Regions from separate parts of the Macaca mulatta genome. Here region 2 is linked to region 1. The links are chromatin contacts, called in public Hi-C maps. All regions are on one chromosome and are shown on one strand. Each heading gives the region's core, a stretch centred on a gene start, on an enhancer-like site or on the middle of the called end of the contact. The rest is flanking DNA. Distances are from core to core; before and after follow the strand shown. Region 1 holds the start of CUL4B (cullin 4B). Region 2 holds the start of C1GALT1C1 (C1GALT1 specific chaperone 1).

Region 1 (3,844 bases), core at 53-2,552:
TCACTCCTGGTTTGTAAAAGCTCTGCTTGCTGGATTGTCTCCCTGCTATCTATGATTGCCTACAGAGTAGACTCCAAATTCTTGGCTTGGTGTGCCAGGCCCTTTTGAGCCTCATCTTCCTTACTCCCAGCTAGACATCCTACTTCCCAGCCTCACTGCACTTTCCATGTTTCCATAAACAGGCCAGGCCCTTTCACTCCTTGCTTTGCCCTTGTTTCCATTCCCCAAAATGCCTTTCATCCTGTTCCCTCTTGTCTTTTTGGCAACTCCCACTTTGAGGCACAGCATAAACACAATCTCTGTAAAACTATTCCTATTCCAGATTTCCCCCAAATTTCTTGTTTTGCCTCTTCTGACAGCACTTTGTATATCTGTCATAGTATTGTTATGGAAATTAGTTTTGAAACTATCTTCCCTTACTGGCTTCTCAAGGGCAGAGACCTTGCATAGTGTCTTACCATACATGCTCACTGAATGCTTTTGCAGTTAGAATGATCAACAGGTTGGCAAATTTAGTTCTATTTGACATTGTGTTACCTCCCTCTGAGAATGCCCCAAGGTTAAGTAAAAACTCCCAACAGGGAATTTACAAGGTTGATTGTTGCTAATTTAACTAAATTTAAAGATTTTTAAAATCAGTCATCAAATGTAAAGCGGGGGCTCATGAAACACATTGGTAGAAAACATTAACTTTTGCCAATATTGTTCTAAAATGTCTCCTTTGGGACAGCGTGTAAGCTGAGATTTGGCAAAAGAAGGAAGTGGGTCTTAGCTTTGGTCTATAAATTACTGAGTTAAGGACTGATAGAGTGGGGGTTAGGACGGTCCTGGGCACAGTGCTCAGTGGGTGAGGGGTTAGTTACCTTTCTATTTCTTCGCCTTAGAATACACCCTTAATTTGGCCAGCCAGCTTAGAAAATGCTCCTGGTAGGAAGATAAAAGGATTTACAGCTACATGAAAGAGAAAGGCATCAAAACTCAGGCCTTATTCAGCCTTGGGTCTGTGGTGCCTTGAGATAAAAGAGAAACAATTTATAGCGGCACCGAATCAAAAAGTCCTTTTCTTCCTATCTTAGCTCGTTTTCTTCTCCTTTCCTATCTTAACATCGGGACATTCCTCTCCAGTAACGGGCATAATAGCATGATTATGTTTTCCTCTATTTAGGGTTACTCCCCTAGCCTTGCAACCACTCCTTATTCCTTTATCTCTTTCAAAGTTTCCATTCTCCCGGACCTTTACATTTTATTTCGTCCCTCCCTCTCTCCTCCTCTTCCTCCTCCTCCGTTTTCCCAGCTAGCTCACTCCGCCCCTCGCCGTCACTACCTTCCCTCCCCGAGGCTCCTTCCCGCTCCTCCCCGTTCCTCCCGCCACCCCCCCCCCACCCCCTCGCCTTCAGAAAGCTCCAATCAGGAGCTCCGAAGGTGTCTCGAAGGCCCGCCCCCTCCTCCCATCCACCTTTCTTCCCCCCAATTTCTCCCTCCCCCCTTCCCCCCCCAACTCAAGTCCTGCGGGCCTGGGGGCTTCGGGATCTGGGCGCTATGAAAAGTGTCTGCCCAGTCACTTCCGGTAAGGGCGCTGCGGCGCGGAGCTTCCCGCGGGACCGTTAAGGAGCGAGTGGGAGTCCCCGGTGGGCCAGGGAAGGAAGGCGCTGCCAGGAAGGGGGAGCGCGAAGGAGAGCGGGAGCCGGAGCGAACTAGCGCGAGCGTCTGGGGCACTTTAGCCGCCCCTTCCCAGCCGCCCCCTCACGCGCGAGCTCACCCGCCCCCCGGGCGGCTGCAGCGCTTCCCTCACCCCCAATCCCTGAGGTTGGCACCGCCCCTCCCTCGGTGCCGCGTGACCGGAAATGGCGCCATCTTTAGCCTCTTGTGCTATTGACAATAACAAGCCCTGGTTCTTTCCCCCTCCCCCTTTCCCCCAACCACAGCCTCTCCCCTCCCAGGGAGAGGGAGAAAAGGAGGAGGAGCTGCAGCCTCACAGACTCGCTGAGTCGCTCCTGCAGAAAGGGGGGGAGAGAGATCGAAAAGCAGGGGAGGGGGACGGCACGGCCGTTTACCTGTCTGCCTCCTCATTCGCTCTCCCCCCTCGTTCTGCTCACTCCTGGTGTCAGCCTATCCGCCTTCCCAAACCCTCCCATTCCCCCGGTGTAGCCCCCCCCCGCCTTCACTTTCCTTCTCGTCCTCTGTGTTTCTCCTCTCTTCTTTCTTCCCTTCCCCCTCTAGCATTGCCACCTTCTCTCCTACACGCACGCAGGCATATAAACGTAGGTTTTTGATGCTCCTCTGCCTGTTGACCCCGCTATTTTCATGTTTCCAACAGGTTTTTCTTCCCCCAGTCCCTCAGCTGCTGCTGCTGCTCAGGAGGTCAGATCTGCCACTGATGGTAATACCAGCACCACTCCGCCCACCTCTGCCAAGAAGAGAAAGTTAAACAGCAGCAGCAGTAGCAGCAGTAACAGTAGTAACGAGAGAGAAGACTTTGATTCCACCTCTTCCTCCTCTTCCACTCCTCCTTTACAACCCAGGGATTCGGCATCCCCTTCAACCTCGTCCTTCTGCCTGGGGGTTTCAGTGGCTGCTTCCAGCCACGTACCGATACAGAAGAAGCTGCGTTTTGAAGACACCCTGGAGTTTGTAGGGTTTGATGCGAAGATGGCTGAGGAATCCTCCTCCTCCTCCTCCTCATCTTCACCAACTGCTGCAACATCTCAGCAGCAGCAACTTAAAAATAAGAGTATATTAATCTCTTCTGTGGCTTCGGTGCATCATGCAAACGGCCTAGCCAAATCTTCTACCACCGTCTCTAGCTTTGCTAACAGCAAGCCTGGCTCTGCTAAGAAGTTAGTGATCAAGAACTTTAAAGGTAACCAAGGCCAAAATCCATAATCACCTAATAAGGATTTGACACTCGAGGGGTCACGTGCTCTATTTATGTTAATATATTAAACAGTTTGGAGGTGGCCTAATGTTTTATGCATAATCAATGAGGTGGAGGGGAGGTCCTTTTTTGGTGGAGGGTTCATTTTCCGGGGGTGGTTAGGATCCTTGTGCTGAAGCATACACCGGGTGTTTCTGTGCAGTATTTTGAGGTTTTTTTTCAGCCTATTGTATTTAATCTGTTATTCCTTATAACACTGACAATCGGTATGATTGATCCGGATTTTACAGGTGAGAAATTTGTATTCTAAAGAGGTTTATTTATTTCAGGTGCATAGCGAGCCTTGGCACTGCTGGGATTTTTATTTTTATGCTTCAGTAGGCCACATTATCCAATGCCTAGAAATGCAGGTAGCAATAGTGATCTTTTTGTGCTCAAATAATATTTATAATTAGATTTACACTGTATTCATGAAACTCATTTGGAAGCAATATTAGAAGAAAAATTTATGTTCTCTGTATTTCTTTCCAAAGGTAGGGTTTGAAAGTGAAAAACATTGTGTATACACAGAAGTAGTAAGTCTGTGTACCACTAGTCTAAAGATAGGAACAATTACTACATCTATTTTTTCCATCACTAAAATGGATTTTAAAGTATCGACTTGCAGCTTTTAGGAAAATTTGTTCAGACCGTGTTTGAGATATGTGAGGAGAGTATTATGAATGCATTGATGCAAATACAAAATAAGCAATTTTTAAAACTGTATTTGAGCTGAATTTTTATCTGTTGAATGTGTTTCTGTTTTTCTGACTGACTTTTCAACACCCTTAACTGCCAGGTAATCAGTGCTACAGTGTTTATTAAATAGGGAAGTAAATGAATGAACTTAAGTAATATTTATGAGATAAGTGCTTTGTGGCTGAATATTAGTATTGAGAAGATCAGGTTCTCTATGCTTGTGTTTTTAAC
Region 2 (4,283 bases), core at 516-3,015, 72 kb before region 1:
CCTGCCTCAGCCTCCGGAGTAGCTGGGATTACAAGCGTGCGCCACCAAGCCCAACTAATTTTTGTATTATTAGTACAGACGGGGTTGGCCAGGCTGGTCTCGATCTCCTGACCTCAGGTGATCCACCCGTCTCGGCCTCCCAAAGTGTTGGGATTATAGGCGTGAACCACTGCACCTGGCCAAAAATGAATTTTAAAAGACAGATCGGTGGCTCACACCTGTAATCCCAGCACTGTGGAAAGCCGAGGCAGGTGGAACAACTGAGGTCAGGAGTTCGAGACCAGCCTGGCCAACATGGCGGAAACCCCGTCTCTACTAAAAACAAAAAAAATTAACCGGACATAGTGGCGCATGCCTGTAATCCTAGCCACTCGAGAGGCTGAGGCAGGAGAATCACTTGAAACCGGGAGACGGAGGCTGCAGTGAACCGAGATCCCGCCATTGCACTCCAGCCTGGGCAAAAAGAGCGAAGAAACTCGGTCTCCAAAAAAAAAAAAAAAGAAGAAGAAGAAGAAAAAAAGACACATCACATCAAATATTTTGTGGAAAGAGAGCTCTGCACTCCTAATTAGAAGACCTGAGGGCCAGGTGTAGTGGCTCACGCCTGTAATCCCAGCACTTTGGGAGGCCGAGGCGGGTGGATCACCTGAGGTCAGGAATTCAAGACCAGCCTGGCCAACCCTGTCTCTACTAATAATACAAAAATTAGCCGGGCGTGGTGGCGGGCTCCTGTAATCCCAGCTACTAAGGAGGCTGAGGTAGAAGAATCGCTTGAACCCGGGAGGCAGAGGTTGCACTGAGCCAAGATCGCGCCATTGCACTCCAACCCGGGCAACAAGAGCGAAACTCCGTCTCAAAAAAAAAAAGAGAGAGACCTGGATTCCAGTCACACCTCTGCCATTAACTTGCTGTGTGGCCTTTTGAAATTTCCTTATCCTTTTTAGGCCTGGTTCCTCAGCTGTAGTTCTACTATTCATTAATTCCACTAATATTTACTGACCACTGCGTGCTGGCACTGTGGTTAAGTACTAGAAATACTGGGGTGAATACTAACAGCCAGTACTTTTTAGTAAACGCTTACTCTAGGCCTGAAATTTTGCTAACGGAGTCATATGCACTATCTCATCTAATTTTCTATGAAATAGGCACTACTGTGATATTTTCTGTACTTTACAAATGAGGGAACTGAGGCACAGCGAGGTGAAGTAACTTTCCCAGAATATCAAAAGGTGTGGTGAAGACAGGATTGGATTCCAGGCAGTGGGGCTTCAGATCTCATTCCAGTAATCATAAGAAACCCTTGATGCCATAATTGCACGACTATTTCAGTGGCCTGCGTTTTGGTCTCAGCCCAGGAGTACTAGGGGAGTGGGCAATATGAGGGTTCAACGACGCAGGGGTACATCAGAGAAACCATCAAGAGGTCTGATAACAAGCGACACTGGGAGCAAGAATCTCTCGCTCTCGCAATTTCCATGCCAGGAAGGTGAAGTAGGAGGTGTCAGCGAGTCGTACGCACGGCCTCCTCTCTGGGCGTCCCGTTGGGTAAAGGGGAGCGTACGGGTCACGTAGGCCTAAAGCACGTCTCTGAACTCGGTAGGGGGCGGGGAGAAAGGGCACGCAGTGTGCGCGCAATGTGCGCGCAGCCTGCGCGCCGGCCCTTCCGACGCCTGAGCGGGCGGGCAAACGGACGGCTCCGCCCAGCCGCGGGCTCCTTTGCCCCGCCTTCGCGGCGCCCGTTTCCTGGCCCTCCCCACCTTAAGCGAGACCAACGAGAGGACACCGCCTGCGGCTAGAGCATCCCGGCCAGGAGCGCAACCGAGTGGCGCGCCAACGTGAGAGGAAACCCGTGCGCGGCTGCGCTTTCCTGCCCCTAAGCCGTTCTAGACGCGGGTGAGTGGCGGGGCCTTGACCCCCACCCCGAGCGCACCCTGACTCCCCTCCGTCTCTTGGGGGAGGCCTGGGCCCCAGCCCTCTCCCAGCATGCTCCACGCGGGATGCTTGGGCAGGTGCAGCGGGAGGCTTGTCAGCACAGGAGACCGAGAGCCTTCTTCCTGGGGGCGCTCTCTTGGTCCTTCAGAGGGATCTCTAGGTTACCATGTCCTCCCTCTCACTTTTCTTCCCTATTTCGTCTTCCTTTTCCGTACTTCACCTCAACTACCTTCACCCAAAAAGGTTCCTCTAAAAACCATTGGGGTAGTTTCAGTTTCATTTGTGCTCGTGTGCAGTTTTAAATTTCTTTCTGCACAAAGTATTCTATCATATGCATCCCTACTGTTACATTTTTTGCCTCTCTGATGGGGAAAAAAATCTCCTTAGGATAATTTTTGCAAATTATTGTGTTTAAAAATGTGTAGACTTACTGAGTTTTGATCCCTATTTTTGCAGCCAGGAGTAGGATCGCCATCAGGAAGAATTCTGACACATATAACATAATTGAGCAAAGAAACTGTGTGAATTATGTATTGGCCAGAAATAATGAAAACTGCGTGACATGAAATACAAAAATCCTATATAAATTAATTTTAGGGTGCACCTGACAAATTGTTTGTTTGTTTGTTTTGAGACAGAGTCTCGCTCTTGTCGCCCAGGCTGGAGTGCTGTGGCGCGATCTTGGCTTACTGCAACCTCCATCTCCCGGGTTCAAGCGATTCAGCCTCCTGAGTAGCTGGGATTACAGTCATATGTCACCATGCCCGGCTAATTTTTGTATTTTTAGTAGAGACAGGGTCTCACCATGTTAGCCAGGCTGGTCTTGAACTCCTGACCTCAGGTGATCCACCCGCCTCGGCCTCCCAAAGTGTTGGGATTACAGGCGTGAGCCACCGTGCACAGCCGACAATTCTAATATTATGCAGCGCTTGTTTTCTGTCACTTCTCTTCTTAGAACTGTGTTTATTGACCAAGTTCTGTGAGTGACAGAGGAAAGCCTTCCTGCCTCTTGCGCCACCCACCACTCAGAAATTACATCTGCCAAACTATTCCACACCTTGTCTTTCTGGTAAAGTCAAAATTCCATTTCCTCTAGAAGAAAACCATAGGAGTGGTTTCCTTGTAACAATATGGTGCTGTTGGGTGCAAAACATCAGTTATGGTCAACAGATCCCACTTTTTTTCCATTTGTATGAAAACAAGGATATTCAGTAACCCATTTATCAAACTCTAATGTGGTAGAAGCACTATGGCAATTATTCTGTAATGGAAAAAAACATTAAACTGATTCGAGAAATGTGGTTTCTAATCCACTTCTACCACTGTCTGACTGTGTGACTGAATCAGTTACTTAACCTCTGTGGACTTCCATTTTCTCTCTGTAAAATGAGAGAAGTGACTGACATTGGGTAGCTTTCTAAGGCTCCTTTCAACCATAAGAGAAAACAGGGAAATCTAAGTAGCTCAATAGATCGCTTTTTTCTGAAGATGGAGGGAAGATTGGAAAATTCAGCCTTTACTAGAATAAATGGTTAACATACAATTTTTTTGAACAAGTGTATTTAATATCAGCTTTTAATTTCTTTTATTTATTTATTTTTTCTGAGACAGAGTCTCACTCTGATGCCCTGGCTAGAGTGCCATGATGAGATCACAGCTCACTGCAGCCTCCACCTCCCAAGTTCAAGAGATTCTTGTACCTCAGCTTCCTGAGTAACTGGGATTACAGGCACCCACCACCACGTCTGGCTAATTTTTTTGTATTTTGGGTAGAGAGAGTGTTTCACCATGTTGCCCAGGCTGGTCTCGAACTCCTGAGCTCAAGGGATCCACCCACCTCAGCCTCCCAAAGTGCTGAGATAACAGCCATGAGCCACTGCACCCAGCTCTTAATTTCTAATTGAAATAAAAGTGTAAAGTTTTCCGTTTTTACTTCCCCAAAGAAGAAGAAAATTCGTTTTGAGGAAATAAAAATGTTTATTAATAGGCCCCAGATATATCTATCAATATTCCTTTTTCATCCAAAAAATGCAACTTTTTATTACAGGCTTCTATTACATCAATAGTTGGGATACTGTATTGGAAACCATTTAGTTTTAGGAACAAAAGGGTAAATATTAACATATATGATGTTATTCTCAAGAAACTTGGTTTAGATTTACTCAAAACACTTAAGGACAGCAGCCATCGGTTAAAGAAAGCACTATGTTGAGAACAGAAATGTCAGCACAATACCACTGGTGATTTGCCATTTATAGGTGGTTTTATCTATTCAATCCAAGGTTTTGGTGTAAAAATCCATTATATTTTTAGAGGTATTTAAATAATGCAAGCTTGTGATGTGAAATTCT

The links. Hi-C and Micro-C count contacts between places; a contact is called where the count stands out from the background.
Region 2: a Hi-C map of liver shows a contact between it and region 1, with 4 times the contacts expected there. The contact joins the promoter of C1GALT1C1 here to the promoter of CUL4B in region 1. A contact is called at or near these places in 2 of 14 Hi-C or Micro-C datasets (blood and liver).

What each region holds. Positions count from the first base shown.
Region 1 is chrX:126,959,855-126,963,698 of T2T-MMU8v2.0, reverse strand. CUL4B (cullin 4B) reads left to right here and starts at 1,302. Exons shown (of 21, transcript XM_028842453.2): 1 at 1,302-1,567; 2 at 2,318-2,860. The coding sequence starts at 1,540. LOC144338816 (a long non-coding RNA gene) reads right to left here and starts at 2,094. Exons shown (of 2, transcript XR_013413208.1): 1 at 1-2,094.
Region 2 is chrX:127,032,175-127,036,457 of T2T-MMU8v2.0, reverse strand. It overlaps C1GALT1C1 (C1GALT1 specific chaperone 1), which reads left to right and starts at 1,765. Exons shown (of 2, transcript NM_001260840.2): 1 at 1,765-1,893.